4 separate regions of the Mus musculus genome follow, and all the other regions are linked to region 4. A link is a contact called in public promoter capture Hi-C data. All regions are on one chromosome and are shown on one strand. Each heading gives the region's core, a stretch centred on a gene start, on an enhancer-like site or on the middle of the called end of the contact. The rest is flanking DNA. Distances are from core to core; before and after follow the strand shown.

Region 1 (2,700 bases), core at 76-2,575, 2.3 Mb before region 4:
TCTCAATACCAGGATGCCAAATGGTGTTCATTTCAAGTAGCAATACCAACGGATTAGTAGCAACTGCCTTGACTCTGAAAAGCTCCTGGTATCAATTTGTATTGTAGGCGACCCAGAAGTGAGCTCCTGCTCCAGGCATTTACTTTCTTTGTCTTCACCAAGCAACCCTTATTGGGTGAGCACACTGGACTCAGCATAGGTGGGTGAAATATGACCATCTGGGTAGACCCCCTACACACACAAACGCACACACACACACACACCCTGGCCTCCATTAGCACTATCTGTAAGGGGCCTTGGGAAACACCGACAGCCCAGAAGAGTTGCTCATTTCCAGTGCACTCAGGATAAGAGGCTTCTGAGCAAGCACAGGCCAGATTCATTTCCACAGTCTGCACTTCCATCTCCTGTTTATGTTACAGCATCCCCCGTGGGTCCCCTCCACTGCCTTATGTCACTGCAGAGATGTGTTTGGTGTGCTTTACCTAGTAGGGAAATATGTGTTTATCTTTTCAGGCAGTGGATAAAGCTCCTTGATATTTCTCCAAGACTCAAAGCAGGGCAGAGGAAATCGGGACACCAGGGTGTAGTGGGGAAGAGATAAACACATAATTCCCCTTTCCCGGGAAGAGGACGCTTTTCATTGCCCCGGGGAAAGAGCAGTCTCATGCAGCTGTAGGGAGTGCCCAAAGGCTCTGTAAATACAGGCTTCATAGAAGAAAAAAAGCTCTAGTTTTTCTAGAGTCTGCTTTTGCCCTCAAAATCACTGCAACCATCCCCACTTTGTACCAGCCTAGCTGACCTTGTTCGTCCTTGCTGCAGGGGTTATGGGGACAGTGAGAGAGCCCCCAAGGCTGGAAGTCCAACGACTGGGTTCACGCCCTGGTTGCCTAAAGCCTCAATTTTCTATCTGTAAAATGGGATTTATCTTTACACTTGCGGAGTGTAAGATAAATACCATTCTATGCCAATAGAAAGGAATCGACGCTCAATGTCCGGTTAACAGCAGGATACCTGGGAACTTGGGGTGGAGATGGAGACAACGCTGCTGGAATCCGGGAGTGACCGCCTGCCCTGCAAGTTCCAGCTCAGGGCCTACTATCCCCAGAACTCCTCTGAAGATGGCCGGGAGGGGGCAACTCCGAGCCTCCTGCAGCTGCTGCAGCCACAGCATTCCGGGCAGGTGTCAGGGCCTGCTCTGCTAGGGGGCCGACCTGGGCTAAGACTGACAATACCAGGAACCCAACAGCAAGCCGCAATCTCTGCACATCCATCCAATCGGTGCGGGTTGCGGGGCGCGTCTCTCTACCAATGGGAAAATTCGCAGTTGGATGGGGCGGGGCGGAGGCCTCGTCTCCGGCCAGGTCCGCTTTGCGCACGGGCAGCGGGAGGGGTAGGAGGGCTAGCCTGCTTGCTGGCTGCTCCAGTAGGGGAGGAGGAGTGTTCCCCCCCTCACCTCCTCACAAGCACAAGTTGTGGCCCCGGGAGCCACTTTCGGTGCTGGGCGCTGGAGAGGCCGCTCCCCGCGCACCGGGGGACCTGGGGACGCCTGTCTTGGGGGCGGAGGCCGCGCTGCGGAGCCGCCCACGCCGCGCGCCAGGTGAGCTCGGCCGGGTGGGCGGGGTCCGGCTGTGGGCCTGGGGCTGGACACTCGGGCCCCGGCCAGGATTAGGGGTAGGTCCTGGGGGAGCGAGCTGGTATAGTGTCTAGACTGAGATGCGGACTAAGATAGGGACAGGGTCCTGGGCTCGGACTTTAGGTCTGGGTGGGGCTCGGAAGCTGGTTCTTCTGCTCACCCGCGCTCTAGCACACGACGGGTCCCCAGAGACCCGGGTGGTTGGGGGCGGGTCCCTTTGTGCATGACCTCAGGGCTCTGTCCAACCTGGCTACGGCGCCGGCTTCAGCCTCCGGGCTGTTCAGCCTCCGGGATGAACTGGACCCAGCTCCCACAGCTTTGCCCTCCGCGAGCCACTGCAGAGCCTGCAAGCAGGGACCCGACGGCTATGGAAACTTTACCAGGACTCGGGCGGCGAGGCTGGGGAACTTCCCGGGGTGGTACGGCTGTTGGTGAGCGCAGGGTCTTGGCGATGCCAAGGGAATGTCCCTACGCAGCGACGATGCTCCTAAGGCCTCACAAAAGAGAGAGGAGGCGCTGCTGGGAATCCCTTGTCTGGTGTCCCTGCTTGAATCTCCTCCCTAGATACCCCTACATTCCTCAGTGGGACACCAGCCCTGGAGAATATGCAAGTCTGGAGTTGCTCTGCTTCAGGAGGCCTGGATACCATGGCTTTCCCCTTTTAATTTTTAAATAATTAAATGCTACTTATATTCAATATTTAACTATTTGTTTCAGTGTCAGGTATCAGTGTCTAAGGTACTAGGGGACTGTCTCTGAGGATTCAGACATTTAGAAATGATGGAAAAGAAAGAAAATGCTTCTGTTTGTGTTAACTCTTAGGCTAGACTCTTAATGTGGGCTAACAATCCGAAATGCAAAACACATGCTTACTTTTATAAAGCTAAGGGATGGAGCCATACCCAAATTGTCTTTGGGAATATCTTTTCCCTAAGTAGGACCAGCTATGCATTGAGTGCCTGTAATTCCACACTGGGATCCCCAGTCCTTCTACCTCTCTTTTGGTCCAGGACCCGGGTAGTCTATCCAGAGCAAGTGTTGCCTGCTTTGGGGAGTGTCTCAGG
Region 2 (2,700 bases), core at 164-2,663, 2.1 Mb before region 4:
ACATGGATGGTGCTAAGCAGCAAGTACCCCAGCCAGGTGACTTGGAAGACCTTCCAGAGGCCCAGGAGAAGCCTAGGTCCTTGCCTTCCTAGCCTCTGGCCCCCCTCTCCCTTACACAATAGCATGTGTCCCCATCGGGCTTTGTCTGGCTTACTGGGATGGGGAGGCAGTTCTCCTGGGGGAGCCCCTCCCAGTGAGTCTCATCAGCCTTGGGCGGGGCATGTCCCTGCCAGGAGACTGTGACTCTCCGGCTCACCCCATCTGCCAGCTGCTTTTGCTCTGTCTGATGATGTACTCTGGTCTAGTACTCTGGAGTCCAATGCTAGGCGAGAACACCCATCCCCAGCAAGGCTTGCTGAAGCCTTCTGGTGTCAGAATTGGGCCTCCCCCACCCCATCTTCAAACAGGGCCTAGCTCAAGCCACAGAGGACATCCCTTTGGTCACCCACTTCCACAGCACTCTGGTTTCACAACCCTCAGCTCCTTTGGATTTTCACAGGTTACCCGGTAGGCTGGTACTTTCCCTGGGGTGGGGAAATCAGGCTAGCCCCCCTCTGGAAGGCCACAGCCTGGCTGTACTCAAGGTTTGGAGGGCTAGTGCTAGGATGACTCAGATGGGGAGCCTTGCAAGTTCCAGGTCTTGGAAGATGCTCTGCCAAAGACTAGTGAGCATAAATTTAGGCACAGAAGAGAGACACCCAAAGGTGCATGGGCATGAAGCAGAGGCCCCATGGTATTGCTCAGGAGACTGGTGGGCCCCCCCCCCCATTCCTGGCCTGTCATAACTACAGCCTCACCCAGGACCCCCAGCACGAGGCCTTCCGGTCAGGTTAAAAAGGGGATGCTGGCCCTGGACTAGAGGAGAGAGGCCCTTATCCCAGCCTCCCTTTCTGGGGAGGTGCCTAGGCCGCTGCTATACAGGTCAGGGAACCAAGCGCAGTGCCTACACTTCCCCTCCGTAGCCCCAGGAGCAGCGGCGCTGCCCCTACAGACAATCGATTAACGCCAAAGGACTGGGTGACGGCCGGCGGGGGCGGGGTCACGCCTGGGCGCCACCAGCATCGGTGCCACAATGGGTGACAGCCGGTCCGATCTCACCACCGGCCGAGCGGCGCAACGCCAGTACCTGTTTGTCCTCTGCATGGTCCGGGTCGTGATCCGGGTCCGGGCGGGTCCGGGAGGGTCCGGGCCGGCGGGCAGGGGAGAGACGGAGACAGACGGTGAGAGGCGGGCGGGCGGCGGGGACAAAGGAGCGCGGGCACGCGGACAGGCTCTGGGCTCACCTGGGGTCGCCAGCTTGCTTTTGTACCGCAGTCCTGTGCTCATGGTGGCCGCCGGCGGGGGACGTGTGGCGGCGGGCGCGCGGGCGGGGCGCGGCGACCAGCGGTGGAGGCCGAGGCCGGCTGAGGGGTGACCCGCCCCTCCGCGCCGCCACCACCCGCCCCGCCCGCGCGCCCGCCAGCCAATCGGCGCCCGCCGCGCCCACGCGCGACCCGGAGAGGCCGGTGGGGGCGGGGACTGAGGCGTCCCGCTGTGGTTCCCCCCAGGCCTTTGGTTCTCCCGGCCGCGCGAGTGCAGCCGGGCTATTCCCACGGCTTCGTCCGGAACGCCCCCTCCCCTTCCTGTCATCTAGCCCAGGCCTAGACTCTGTTCTCCCTTGGCTGTCGCTGGAAGCCGGTTGGTTCCTGGGCCTCTGACCTTCCATCGAGTGGCCATTCTATAAAGCATGTCCCAGGACTGTGCTTCATGCAGCCGATGAATGAGTTCAGGTGATATAAAGACCCCTTTTTCACCCCATCAAGAAGCATTTGGAAGGGGCAGACCTGGAGCCCTACCCTTGGTACATTGAGCACAAGTCCAGAACCCGAGCTCTCCTGCAGTCTGCTGGGTGCTAGGCATTCTACACTGGACACACACAAACGCCTGGGCAAGATGGAAAGCACACGGCAGGCAGGGTGTGGTTGTAAGATGGGAGTACTTGAGGTGTATGGCTAGAAGGACACAATCCGAAGGCCACCTTAGCCCTCCTTGCTCCAGCTCTGGTCCCGGTTTTCTGTGATCTGTGCTCTCCCCAGCTACCCCCCTGGAGAGGGGTTGAAGGGGGCTGAGGGACACATAAAGACAAGTCCATGCTCAGAGCCACATTTATGCATGAAGATGCTGTGACTCTGAATCTTCAAAAAGTTGATAGGACTAAGTGACCCACGGTGTGAATAACTTCTGTGTTACTGTCACATCCCAGGTGGTGGCTTAAACCTCACCAGAGAGTCTGTGACCAGGGTAGGGATGTTCCATTGTCCAAATCTTTCTTCTACAGCCTAAGGATCAGATGGGGCATATGACACACTGTGGTGCATCTTTGGGATCTAGAGAGGGCACTCACACGTGATCAAGTGCTAATCATTTTGTGTATAAAACAATGTAGAAGTAAAAGTGTCTACACATCTCTTAGGTTTGGCTTCACCAGTGACTTTTTTCATGGCGTTCTTGGGGGAATTTGGAACTCTGTTAGAGGAATATGTGCAGTCTGAGGCAGGGACAGAAACACAATGTCAGGACTTCTGAGCTTGCCAGTTCTGAGTCTGGAGAAACCCACGAAGGAAAGCTAGGACATTAAGCCTGAGCTGACTGTTACTGTCACTCCAACGGCAGAAACAAAGTGGGGGGAAAAGGAAGTATCTTCCCTGGGGCACTGATGGG
Region 3 (2,700 bases), core at 167-2,666, 2.8 Mb before region 4:
GGGGCTTGTTGCCCAGCACAGCAGAGCCTGGGTGTACCTCAGGAGTTTCAAAGGTGGCTGGAGTAACATCTGAGAGAAGCAAATCAGAAATTAGAGTGAGCCTTACGTGATAACAGACTTTCCCTAAGCCCTCTAAAGCAGCACCCGTCCTCTTACAGGGTGGTGGAGGTTCCCGAGATATCTTGCCCAGGGCAGAGCCAAACTTGATGGCAATCTGGCGCATGCGCTCCAAATCTCCGTTTTCCTCGGCCTCCAGGTACTCCTTCTGTGCCTGTAGCTTCTCCACATCAGGGAAGAAGTCTCTCTGGATAACTGTCTGAAGTCCCTGCCATGAGCAATCAGAACAAAGGCCAGAGTTGTCATCTGGGAGTCCTGACGCACAATCCACCACTGTCCATGTTCCACCCCTTAGACCTTTCCCTTCTGCCTAGCTGGACAACTGTCATCTACAAGATAGGTTTAGAACTGTCTTTTCTAGTAAGGCTGTCATCCCACATAGCTCTGATGTACCAGTTAACTACTGAACAATCTCTTGAAGCCCATGAAATCCCTCACTAACTGATCTTTCTCTTTGCTGGCTCCATCTATAACACCAGCCAGACTAATGTGGATATTGTCATCCTCCACCCACCCATGAATTTGTATTTCAATCTAAACCTTTCTCTTGAAAGCCAGTCGCCACTATCGCCACCACAAGAAAAAGTCCTCAAGATTTCAGATCCAGCCCGCCCTTGCTGTGAAGCTGAAAGTCTGTACAGTCAGCTGCACGGCAATGGTACAAGGCAGCATATCCCAGAAGCATCCTAAATCTAACCAGTCTAAAACCAACCCTATGTCGGTCTGTCCTCCAGCGTGTTTGCAGTTGGACCCTTAACTCGAGGAGCAACTGAGACCCACTCACTCAATGACGAAGCCAGTTCCACTGTCTAATTCCGGGACCCCCAGCCTTTGACACTTTACAGCCTTCCAAAAAGTCGTCTTCACCATCTCTCGAAAAACGTGTCAAAATTCTACCTATACAAGAAACTATTTCCTTGACTCTCAACAGAAAACTGGATGCCCACTTCTGCATTGTTTTCTTGGTTCTCAATGCTTTCCAACCCAAAAACAGTTGTTCCACTTCCAAGGGCGGCTGAGAGTGCCAGGACCAGAAAAAATTCAAAGGACTGGACAGGAACGCGAATAGGGGGAGGGGCCCGGAAGTCGCCAGCGCTCGCACTGAGCTGGTACCTCGATGTACTCTTCTTCATCCAGGACCCGCTGCCTGCTTCTCGCAACTCCGGCCTCTCCAGCCTCCCCAGCCGCGCGCTTCCTTGAGGGCGCGGACGCGGAGGACAGAAACAGAGCACCCGCCGAGGTCCCGGGCGTCCCCATCGCTATCCCAGAATCGCTCGGGCGGCGTCTGCACCGCTCCAACAGCCAGCCAATGGAGAAGCAGTATTTTTGTAACAAAGCCGGCGCTCCAATGATGTCACTGGGAGCGCCGGATCTTAAGAAAGTTGTAGTCTTTTATCCCCACCCGCGTTGCTCATGCCCATCTAGACTATGATCACTAGGGGGAGCTGTAGAGTGACTGACGCCACAGTCCCTCTGTTAAAAGTTCCAATTCTTTAAAAAAAAAAAAAAATGCAGATGCTTCAAAGACATTTTTAAATACTTCAAAAAATTTGGTTATGACTTCCAAACTCAGAAAAAGAACACTAAGACAATTCTTCCCGTATACTTATCTAACAAAATTTAAATGAAAAGAAAGAACAAAAGGGTCTTAAATCTCTGGTTGGATTTATTAGTTCCCTGTCTGCCAGGATGGGCTTCTCACTGAAAGCATTAGTGGAACTTTCTTCCTAAGGGAGATCATGAATTAGGTGGGAGAAGCTCTAGCCCAGAATGATTCATTACAATTTTGCTTTTCCAATGATCTTGTCCTTCATTGTGAGTCACTGGGGACTTTATGACCATGTCCCTGCATCCATAGAGTTGACCATACAGTAGAAAAATGTTAAATCATGCTGCCAGTGTGTAAAGTTACAACTGTGACCTGCAATAAGTCTGCACTCAGAGAATCTCAACTGCTACACAGGACATGTCAAGTGGCATTTCCCCAGGCAGAACATGGTTGTAGATGGAAAAGATGAATGGATGGGCATCAGGCAATGGGAAGGCCCAGCAGCGGGGTGGAGCAAGGCAAATGCCAAAACAGACCTTTAGTCACACAGTGCGCTAAAGAAGGAGATGACACCAGAGGGGGAGAGCCAGGCTGCACAGTATCTTTGGAGTCCTGTCAAGAAACATTATTTTAAGTGAGCTCAGGTGAAAACCAGAGAAAGCTGCAATGGTTACCATGCAAGGGAATGCAGCTTTCATGAGGTTGGTGCGCCTGAAGCTGCACACGAGCTAGTTTCTGGGGGGTTATTGATATGTTTAAAGGTGAAATCGGCTGGACTGGGTATGATCCGGTAATAATAGCAATTAATGATCAAGAACTCTATGATTTAACGTGCCTTTAGCAGGACAGTGAATGGGAAAATGGCCTGTTGTATATATGGTGCCTGCCGCAAGCCTGTGGGCTTCCAGGTGTTGTCAGAGGTACAGACTGACAAATACCTCAGGGGACAGGCCTGGACTGGAGACATAGAGGTGGGAACTGTAGCCTAAGGATGGAAAAGATACACCAAGAAGAGTATGGAGGGGGCAGAAGAG
Region 4 (2,700 bases), core at 88-2,587:
CTGCTGAGAGTGGCTGCGGGGGCACAGCCTGGGAGCCGCAGGCCAACCTGCGGCCCCCACCTTCCCGGGCTCCAGGCAACTAGCCTTTTGTATATACATACTTCATTGCCTACACCTACCTCTCTGATCTCAGTGTCTTAGGAGTGGCTCTTTGCTGTGAACCTGCCTCTCCTACCTGGGTGCTCTCATCCTCAGGAGTCAGTTTGCAAATGCTGGCCAAGTACCCCACCGAACGCTAGTTTTTGCCTAACACTTGCTCAGAGCGTCTCCCAGCTGGTTGATTAAAGGGTCGGAAGCCCCAGGTGGAGCATCTGTGAGCAAATTGATAACCTCTCACGCTCACAGATAATTTTATTCCTATTACCCCCCCCCCAAACAAAACAAAACAAACAAACAAAACAAATCACACTTATTCCGAGCAGAAAAAGTCCAGGTCTTCCTATAGCCGCTGAGCCCTGCTCAGGCCTTCTTTTCCATGAAAACATGTATGTGGTCGGGGGCGGTGGGGTGAGGAGAGAAGCACTTTAGCTCTAGGTCAGCCAGCCTACCTCCTGTGTCAAGGAATTAGTTCGGAATGGGTCCTGGGATCTCCAAGCAGGTGGTCAATCACACAAAGCATTAGTATGGTTGATGTTTGAGGTCTTTTACAAGTAAACTCTGGCTGAAATGTGGACTTCCCTTAAATTCTGGGATTTGTAGTCCCAGAAATAACCTCGTGGGTTATGAATTTAAGAAGTGGCAAGGCAGCCGGGCGTGGTGGCGCACGCCTTTAGTCCCAGCACTCTGGAGGCAGAGGCAGGTGGATTTCTGAGGCCAGCCTGGTCTACAAAGTGAGTTCCAGGACAGCCAGGGCTACACAGAGAAACCCTGTCTCGAAAAAAAAAAAAAAAGAAGAAGTGGCAGGGCGCTCTGACTCCTGGTCTGCACGGAGTTCAGGAAGTCATCCTCTCCTGTAGTCAGGGAAGAGTGTGACTGACCTCAGGACTGGCCTTGAGTACCAGGTAGGCGTCTGGCATAGCCAGTAACCTGTTTTCTTTCTGGTTGGTAGCATTTCTGGGGACCACCAACTGGCTGAGGCCCAGGGACAGAGACGTCTGCTCCAGCTAAAAGGTTAGTTGTGATGTACGTGGCCAGTTGGCACTGTGTAAGCTAAGATGAGCCTCAGCCCCACAAGCCAGAGAACTTGGCGAGGTCCCTGGCACTCCCACTTCCTCAAAGCTATGAGACAGGAGTGTTCTCCTTATGTGACTAGGCATAAGTTCCAAGTGGGGAGGGGACTGGCTCAGCATCCGGAGCCAAAACAAGAATAGAACTGGGAGCTGGGCCTGAAGCAGTTCAGGCTTTGGGCTCTCTGCATCAACACAGCCAGCATGCCTATGATTTCTGTGCTGGGCAAAATGTTTCTGTGGCAGCGCGAAGGGCCTGGAGGACGATGGACTTGTCAGACAAGTCGCAGAGGTGAGAGCAGAGATCATGGATGTGATCTGGGAAGCGATGGGAAACTGAGCAAAAAGGAACACCAGGTGTGGAGAGGAAACTCTCTCTGGTTTAGATATTGGGAAGCAGACTGAAAGGGAGAGACTCGGGTTGGGGCCATTAGGTAATGACTTACAAGGGTGAAACTTAGAAAAATCATGGGTTTGTTGGGAGTGATAGCCCAGTTGAGATTGGTGAGAGGAAAGAATCCTGGGGAGAAGGAGAGTGAGAGGGGGCCAGTGCTGGTGGGCAAATTTCATGCACTTTTCAAGGGTTGAGATGCGGGCGGAGAGGTCAGGGGTTACTCATATTTGGGTATGAGTAACGTAAGTTCTGATGGCAAAATAGTTGTAGAGGAAGGTGTCCTTAGGGATGCCACAGTCAGTTGTGGGATAGGGGGTTTCAGGAGAGTTATGTGCGTGAACTCAGATTGTCTGCGAGATGGGGGAGGGGTAATAAAAAATGACACGGCAGCACGGTGAAAATGGCAGTCTTGGTAGAAGTGGGAATGCAGATGAACACCGTTCCCTCCCGACTCCTCAGTGGCTTCGGACCCTGCCTGGGCTGTGGAGTGGATCGAACTCCCTCGAGGTCTCTCTCTGTCCTCCCTGGGATCTGCTCGAACTCTCCGAGGCTGGAGTCGGTCCCCCCGTCCTTCTTCCGTGGACAGCCAGGACTTGCCAGAGGTGCTGCGCCTTTTCTGTGCATGTTTGGCGGCGGGGGGTGGGGGTGGGGGTGGCGTTCACATTGAGGGTTCGTGTGACCCCTCCCCGTTCCTGCCTCACCATCCTGCTTCGGGCTCTTTTTTCCTGCTAGCGGAGGCGCTATCCGGCAGGCCGCCCCCGCGCCGGTCTGCTCTGCTCGGCGTGGTGCCAGCGGGCTGGCTTGCTAGCGCCTTCGGTGCTGACGTCAGCGCATCCCAGGCCGTATCCCGGGAGACCCTGTTGCATGGTGATGGGTTGCCAGGGAGATATACACCTTTTTCTTTGGGCCAGGGCCGCAGCTGCGCGGAGCGTCGCTGGGCATGGATGGCCCCGGCTGGGGGAAGAGAGGGGAGGGAGGGAGAGCCGGCCAGGAAACACCCGCCAGGTTCCCCTTCCCACAGGCCTGGCCAGAGGCTATCGGCGCCAATCTGGAGGCCCTGTCAGTCAGGTACTGAAGGAGAGGGACGGAGGATGGGCCTGAGGTCAAGGGGCAGGTGGAGGCCGCTTGTGCCAATTGGAA

The links. Promoter capture Hi-C pulls out the DNA fragments that hold promoters and counts their contacts. Capture Hi-C pulls out chosen DNA fragments and counts their contacts.
Region 1: a promoter capture Hi-C map of hippocampal neurons shows a contact between it and region 4, with 3 times the contacts expected there. The contact joins the promoter of Arvcf here to the promoter of Fam131a in region 4. A contact is called at or near these places in 1 of 39 promoter capture datasets (hippocampal neurons) and 1 of 115 datasets of contacts at active chromatin or transcription factors (embryonic forebrain).
Region 2: a promoter capture Hi-C map of hippocampal neurons shows a contact between it and region 4, with 5 times the contacts expected there. The contact joins the promoter of Septin5 here to the promoter of Fam131a in region 4. A contact is called at or near these places in 3 of 39 promoter capture datasets (cranial neural crest, hippocampal neurons and pre-B cells) and 1 of 115 datasets of contacts at active chromatin or transcription factors (astrocytes).
Region 3: a promoter capture Hi-C map of liver shows a contact between it and region 4, with 4 times the contacts expected there. The contact joins the promoter of Ess2 here to the promoter of Fam131a in region 4. A contact is called at or near these places in 4 of 39 promoter capture datasets (embryonic stem cells, hippocampal neurons, liver and 1 more) and 2 of 9 other capture datasets (adipose tissue and liver).

Annotation. Positions count from the first base shown.
Region 1 is chr16:18,346,857-18,349,556 of GRCm38.p6, forward strand. Arvcf (armadillo repeat gene deleted in velocardiofacial syndrome) reads left to right here and starts at 1,326. Exons shown (of 18, transcript NM_001272029.1): 1 at 1,326-1,600. It also overlaps a transcript of Tango2 not described here.
Region 2 is chr16:18,628,525-18,631,224 of GRCm38.p6, forward strand. Septin5 (septin 5) reads right to left here and starts at 1,414. Exons shown (of 12, transcript NM_213614.2): 1 at 1,284-1,414; 2 at 1,127-1,137. The coding sequence starts at 1,326.
Region 3 is chr16:17,909,932-17,912,631 of GRCm38.p6, forward strand. Ess2 (ess-2 splicing factor) reads right to left here and starts at 1,417. Exons shown (of 10, transcript NM_022408.2): 1 at 1,231-1,417; 2 at 157-325; 3 at 1-69. The coding sequence starts at 1,374.
Region 4 is chr16:20,693,720-20,696,419 of GRCm38.p6, forward strand. Fam131a (family with sequence similarity 131, member A) reads left to right here and starts at 1,338. Exons shown (of 6, transcript NM_133778.2): 1 at 1,338-1,458; 2 at 2,020-2,162. The coding sequence starts at 1,371.